Linked DNA regions of Rattus norvegicus: region 2 is linked to region 1. Evidence: chromatin contacts called from public Hi-C data. All regions are on one chromosome and are shown on one strand. Each heading gives the region's core, a stretch centred on a gene start, on an enhancer-like site or on the middle of the called end of the contact. The rest is flanking DNA. Distances are from core to core; before and after follow the strand shown.

Region 1 (3,044 bases), core at 521-3,020:
CCAAATTAAACTTGTTATGTTCGAACTCAGCTGCCAGGCTCACAGCCCCTGGTTACCCATGATACCAACCTCGCCCTTCCCTGTAGCATGGGGGTCAGACAGTTGGGCAGCTCTCTAGAAAAACTAGTGCTCCGATTGGCTATTGAGTAAATTCCGGGGATAGATAGGATTAAGAGCTTCAAAGAGGATTCCCCAGCCCTCCCACAAAGAAGGGTCGAACACTGTGGTCTAATTCTGGGATAAAGTAAGCCGGTGAGAAGAAGAACGTGACTGTTTACATCTCAGTAGGGCCCTTCCCAAAGCAGCGGCATCCTGTTCCTCCCCCATCCAGGGATGGGTAGGGAGCGGTCTTCAATTGCGGCAGGTGTGCAGTGGATACACCACATCGAATTGAAGCAACCTTTTTGGTTGTGACCCTAAATGGGGTCACGACACAAAGCCTCTCAGAGCTGCAGTTCCTGGTGACTAATAGGCAATCTCTGCCAAGCGCAATAGTGTACCACAGAGAAAGCACTTTGCATGAACCTCTCTCAGTACACTCTTCCAAAGCCTAGGCCCCGAAGGATTAAGGTACCCACGCACATCTTACTACAGTTGCTTTCTTGTCTAGGGAACAAAATGCCCCCCCCACCATGCTTTATACAACCCCCCACACCTTTACCAAATTGCCTCGTCTAAAGCAGAATGAGAGCTCCCAACCAGTGTGAGGGCACCAAACCTGGGACATATGTGTTAACCCATCAAACCCAAAGGGATCAGAGGTCACTGTGGACCGATTTCTATTAATAGGAGGTAAAGCTCCTACAGGCATTAGAGGTAATGGCCTGACCGCCCTGTGCTGTTAACTCCTCTTGGGCCAGCATGTTAAAAACAAAACAAAACAAAACAAAACAAAACAAAACAAAACCAAAATATGTTTTGCCCAGGCAGAGGTGGGCCTTGAGAGGATCATGTTCACACGCACACATCCGGGCTCACTACCTCTCTCCTTAACGGTTCAAACCCCAAGCCCATGCCCTGGAAAGAGAAGGGGCAGCGGACGGTCGTTGGATATCAGTCAGCTCAGCTTTGCCACACATAAGGCGAGGGCCACAGCCACCAGCAGCACGGCGCTGAAAACGGTGGCAGCCAGGGCCCTGCTGGGGTCGCAGGGTCCCGCGCGCTCCTCTACAGAAATGCCACCCGCGGAGGACGCTCCGGCACTGGCACCGGACAGGAGTTCGGCGCCCGCCGATTGTCGCGCCTGTACAGTCCAGCGGGGCACGTTGACTTTCATTTCCATGTTGTCGATCATCTCGCCCACCTGGAGGACTTCGCGCTCCAACTGGGGCAGATCGGCGACGTCGAAGTCGCTCTCGGCTTCGTGCCGCAGGCTGCGGGCGCTCAGGGCGCGCGCGGCTACAGCAGAGGAGCCGCCGGCCACCCCAGTGCGAACAAGTGGCCGGCGCGGCGCGTGCAGCGGGAAGGCGGCTCCCAGCGCCAGTGCGCGCTGCATGTCGGCTTCGAGCAGGTCCAGGCAGCCCGAAAAGGCCACCCAGAGACGCTCAAACTCCGCGCGCTCCTCGGTAGCTAAGCTCCGGTCGCGGAGTGCGACGGTCAACCGGGAGCCGGTGGCCATGGCCAGCTCCCGCGCCTTCTGGCGGGTCTTCTGCAGTTCTTCGCGTAGGTCCTGTGTGTCCGCGGAGCCGCCCACAGTAAGCACTAAGTGATGGTAGCACGCTGTGGTCTTATTGAGCGCGTCCAGCAGCGCCTTGCACTCCTCTCTGGCCATGGCGCTGCCCTCCGGCGGTGGTGCCCCACTTGCACCCCTCAACGTCGCAGGTCGCCTCCAGCCCTGATGCCAATCTTGGGCAGAGCGGACTGAATGCTCCTCATGTCCTCGCCGCTGCTCTCAACGGAGCTCTCCAGAGACCCTCGACATGCACCTCTGTCGTTCCCACAGACAGAGGTAGTCTGGTTAGCTGCTCCCCAAACGCTCCTCCATTTTCCCTAGACGCGCTCCGAGTCACGCGTAGGGTCTTTGCATAACTTTCTTTTTCACGGCGGCTCCCTGAGAAACCCAGAGTGCAGACCCCATCCTGATCGACCCCAAGTCTTCAAGCTGAGCCGCGCGCCTTAGCCCTGGCCAAGGGCAGCAGGATCGTTTTCTAGGACACGCCTCCAGCCGCCTGTCTAGGCCGAGAGCTTCCTCCCTCCCGCCCTCTCGCCCCCCCGCCCCCCCGCCCCCCGCCCCCCCCGCCTCCCCCAACATCCCTGGACCAGGGGTAGGCGGGGCCCAGTCCAGAGAGGTCAAGTGTAGCTTTTCCTCTTCTCCCTTCCATTATAATTCTGGAACCTTAGCGCCATGCAAATCCAAGTTGTTTTGTTTTGTTTTGTTTTTTACTACTTTGCAGACTAGGAAAAGTGAGACTAGGTAGAAAGAAGGTTTAGCTTATCGGAGCCTATGCTAGTGAAGGGAAAGGACCAAGAGACCCTGTAGGCAACAGAGTAGGATGACTCGGAAGACTGGGCACCTCCAGTCTGCATCACCAGCAGCACAGGGCGATCGGCCTGGTAGAATTGTTACTTAGATGGGACTCTCTTTCTTCATCGCAGTCCAACACCATTTCAGGGACCCAGCTTGGACCCCACCCCTAATATCAGATCTTCCTTAGGTCCCGCCTCTCGAATTCTGGGCACGCGCACTCCCTGACTCTGGGCGGGGCTAGCCTGAGTAGGAAGCGCGGAGTCGCCTGGGCCCCACCCCCGACTGAACTAGACTTAACGATTGCTCTGTTTACGTGTCAGTCTCGGCTAAGATGACCTCTTATTGGACAGACTGGAGCAGGGTTCCGCCCAACGGCGGAGTAAAGAGGTAAGCTGAAGAGTGGAACCACCGCACCCGGGTGGTGGGCACTCAGGTCCCAGCCCAGGATCCGAGAGGTGCTGTCGTAGCACAGAGGTGAAACTATGTAGCCTCTTAAGTAAGTGTATTCTGCGGGTGTCCTCCACCGCCTCCCTACTCTCTGGGGGCGCCGAGGTCGGGCGGGGCCTGGGAGCGGAAG
Region 2 (3,231 bases), core at 24-2,523, 170 kb after region 1:
AGTGGGTCTGAGTCTCCCACAGAACTGACCACGTGGGAGGGATTCCTAGGAAACTTGTGACAGCCAGATTTTGAAGAACTGAAATAGTTTCTGATACCTGAATTTTAGCGCCTGTGCTCTTTGAAAAAAATCGCTGCTAAGCCTTATGCCTGGGTGTCAAAGACAGCGCAGGGTTGTGCCAATCAGGGTGGCTGCTCTCCCTGGGGAGCAACTGTGGGTGTAGCTGCAGGAGCAGTTACCTAGTTTGGAAGCTGTGAGAGGGAGGCGGGGGTGTGGTGGTGGTGAGTAAGCTGGCTTCAGTCCCCCGGGAACATCTTGCCTCGTTCCTCTGACTAATGAATAGCGTTTTACTAATTATCTATTAAAGATCGAGGAGTAGCCAGACGCGATCTTTGCGGCAGCTAATTCAACCTGCACTCGAGGTACCACAAAGTCTGTTTACCTAACGGAAAGGCTCTTGCTCGATACAACAGAGGAAGCCAATACCACACAATGCTTTTGTTAAGATTCATTCATTCAAAAATGCTGAGACGGAACACAGATTCAAATGCTGTGTGCTCAAAAGCACAAGAAACAGGGGTGGTGGTGGGGGGTGGTGGTGTCTTTTCAAAGTCTTGCAGCCACCACTGGAATCTTCACCTCTCTTGGGGAATCACACCCTGCTAGCCCTCGGCGGGTAAGGGCTATGCAGGGCCCACCTTACATCTACCCTGAGCCTGTTGAGGCAGAAAGTTAACAAACACGCCAGGTACTAATTACGATTCGCGTCTGGATGGCAACAACCTCACCAACTGGGAAACAAAAAGTTGCTTCGGCCAGCCGGACGCAAAGCCCCGCCAGACCTTAGCAAAGGGACCGGAAGGCAATTCCTGGACTATGGACCAGGACGCGCGCCACTATCCCGCACCTGGAGCCACTCCCCTGCGCACCTGGCGAGTCCACGAGTGGGCCAGATGCCAGCCGGCCGGGGGGACCTCGAGGCACAAGCTCCCGCTCAGAGACGCTCCCTCCCACGCCCCGCCCACGTGTCCGGTAGATACGGCGCGTCCTGTTACCTCGCGGCCCGACCCGCAGCCACAGACCTGCGGCCTCAGCAGTCCTCGCGGGCTACCCGGGATTGGCAAGGAAGCACGCAAAGCACCCAGGCCTTGGGGACGCGCCCACTTTACGGGCTACAGCGAGTTGAAGACCCGGAGGACCCAGCTGTCGCCGGCAATGTGCGGTGCGGTGCAAGGATGGGCCTGGGGGGCGTCTGCAGCCCCGGGAAGGGGCGCGCCGGGGAGGCCGGGCCGCTGCCGCTGCATTCATTGGTTCCAGCAGCTGTTCGTCGACGCAAGGCCCCGCCCCCGCCTCCCGCGCTGCCCCGCCCCGTCTCGTGCGGAGCACACCGGAAGGAAGAGGTACACTTCCGCTTAGAGTGCCGTTGGGGGTTGTAGGTTCTGAGGCAGAGCTTAAGCTTGGCATGTTCCTGTTTTTGGAGTTCCTGGTGCCCCGAGGAAAGGTTACACAGTCTTGGGGGACCTTCCCGGTTCTACCTCCTGACCCCAGATCCAGCTATACTTGCTTTTGACGTTGTTTAGTGACAAGTTTATACATGCTTTTGAAGTTGTTTGCGAACACTTTTGGGTCTCCAAAGTCACGCCTCTCAATCCCCCACCCCCGTAGTACTGCTCTGGGCTTTATTGTTAATTCTCCTTAACATGCTTCACCAGTTGCTTGCCAGCCTCTTTTCCTGTCTTTGAGATAGGGTCTCACTATGTAGTTCTGGCTGACCTGAAACTCTTCATGTAGACCAATTTGGCCTCAACTCTGCTTCAGCCTCCTGAGTTCTGTGACTAAAGAATGGTGTGAACCAGATAAGAGTTTTGGTAGTGGATCACCGTCTGAGATGAGTACCTATGAAAAGGCAGCCTGTCATCTAATTCTAACAAAAATTGCTCTGTCCACCCTGCCTTTCTTAGCTACCTATCCCTGATAGATTTTTTTTTTTTTTTGGTTCTTTTTTTTTGGAGCTGGGGACCGAACCCAGGGCCTTGTGCTTCCTAGGCAAGCGCTCTACCACTGAGCTAAATCCCCAACCCCCCCGATAGATTTTTTTCTCTTTTGGTTGCCACCTGTTAATACCAATAACTGTTAATACTAGAATGTCTTATTAGATAGACCCCACACCTTAAAGTGATTTGGTGAAAATGTACTGCTGTGAGGTGTGTGTCCCTTAGGGGGCCAGTATTCAGCTGCTGCTTGATATCTATAACTGGAGGCAAGAACGGTCATAAGGTCATCTGGTCGTAGTGCTTCTCATGGAAAGTGGGTGCGCACTGCCAAGAGTAAAGTCTGAGAGTTAAGGTCTTAGGTCATGTTCCCGTAGTCCTGCTGGGGAGGCTGCGGCAGGAGGCTGACAAGTCCAACTCTTGCCTGGGCTATATGCAGAGAGAGTACTGGCTTGTCACAAGACAATAAGACAGTGAGTTGTAGTGGAGCAGAATAGAAAGACAAGGAAAATTATGGAGGAAGGAAAAGGGATTCTCCCATTCCATTGCAGACCTAGATTAATCACCTCTTGCCAGCTGCGGGTAAGGATTCCAGCACAGAACACTTGCTGCAAAGTTTGCTAACGTAGAAATGATATTCCTCTCGTGGACCTTATGTTAAAATGGGCCTGAATTAAGGCCTGAATGTACCTAACCTTTGGGCCTCATTCATTTTCCCCCAGGTGGAAATCTCAAGGTGTTTTACCTTTATTTACAGTGAAGATATCCTTCCTTAGGGCTGCAGAGATGACGCAACAGTTAAGGGCTGCAAAAAGACCCAGGTTTGGTTCCAGAACCCACGTGGCGGCTCACAACCATCTGTAACTCAAGTTCTTCTGTGGGCATCAGACGTGCATATGGTGCACATGTACATTCAGACAAAACAGCGATCGATAGACATAGGATAAAAGATGCCATGCCTTCCTGCTCTTCTGTGATCTTGTCAGTTGTAAGCTCCACAGGTGTCCCCCCCCCAGGAATCACTCTGACCAATGAAGAAGGCAAGGAGAGGGGCTGGAGAGATGGCTCAGAGACCGAGTGCTTACTGCGCTCGTAGAGGACCAGAGTTAGGTCCAAGTATCCACGTGAGTCAGTTGTTTCAGTTCCAGATGCTCTAACACCCTCTTCTGGCTCGCTGGGCACCCAGAGAGACACACACATACACATACATAAAAATGGATCTTAAAAATGCAAATAGAAT

The links. Hi-C and Micro-C count contacts between places; a contact is called where the count stands out from the background.
Region 2: a Hi-C map of liver shows a contact between it and region 1, with 3 times the contacts expected there. The contact joins the promoter of Dpy19l3 here to the promoter of Rgs9bp in region 1. A contact is called at or near these places in 2 of 12 Hi-C or Micro-C datasets (kidney and liver).

What each region holds. Positions count from the first base shown.
Region 1 is chr1:97,385,269-97,388,312 of GRCr8, forward strand. It overlaps Rgs9bp (regulator of G protein signaling 9 binding protein), which reads right to left and starts at 1,771. Exons shown (of 1, transcript NM_001109142.1): 1 at 1,058-1,771. The coding sequence starts at 1,771. The coding sequence ends at 1,058. It overlaps Ankrd27 (ankyrin repeat domain 27), which reads left to right and starts at 2,858. Exons shown (of 29, transcript NM_001271264.1): 1 at 2,858-2,963.
Region 2 is chr1:97,552,959-97,556,189 of GRCr8, forward strand. It overlaps Dpy19l3 (dpy-19 like C-mannosyltransferase 3), which reads right to left and starts at 1,274. Exons shown (of 19, transcript NM_001135835.2): 1 at 1,083-1,274. It overlaps LOC134483099 (a long non-coding RNA gene), which reads left to right and starts at 1,263. Exons shown (of 2, transcript XR_010059996.1): 1 at 1,263-1,400.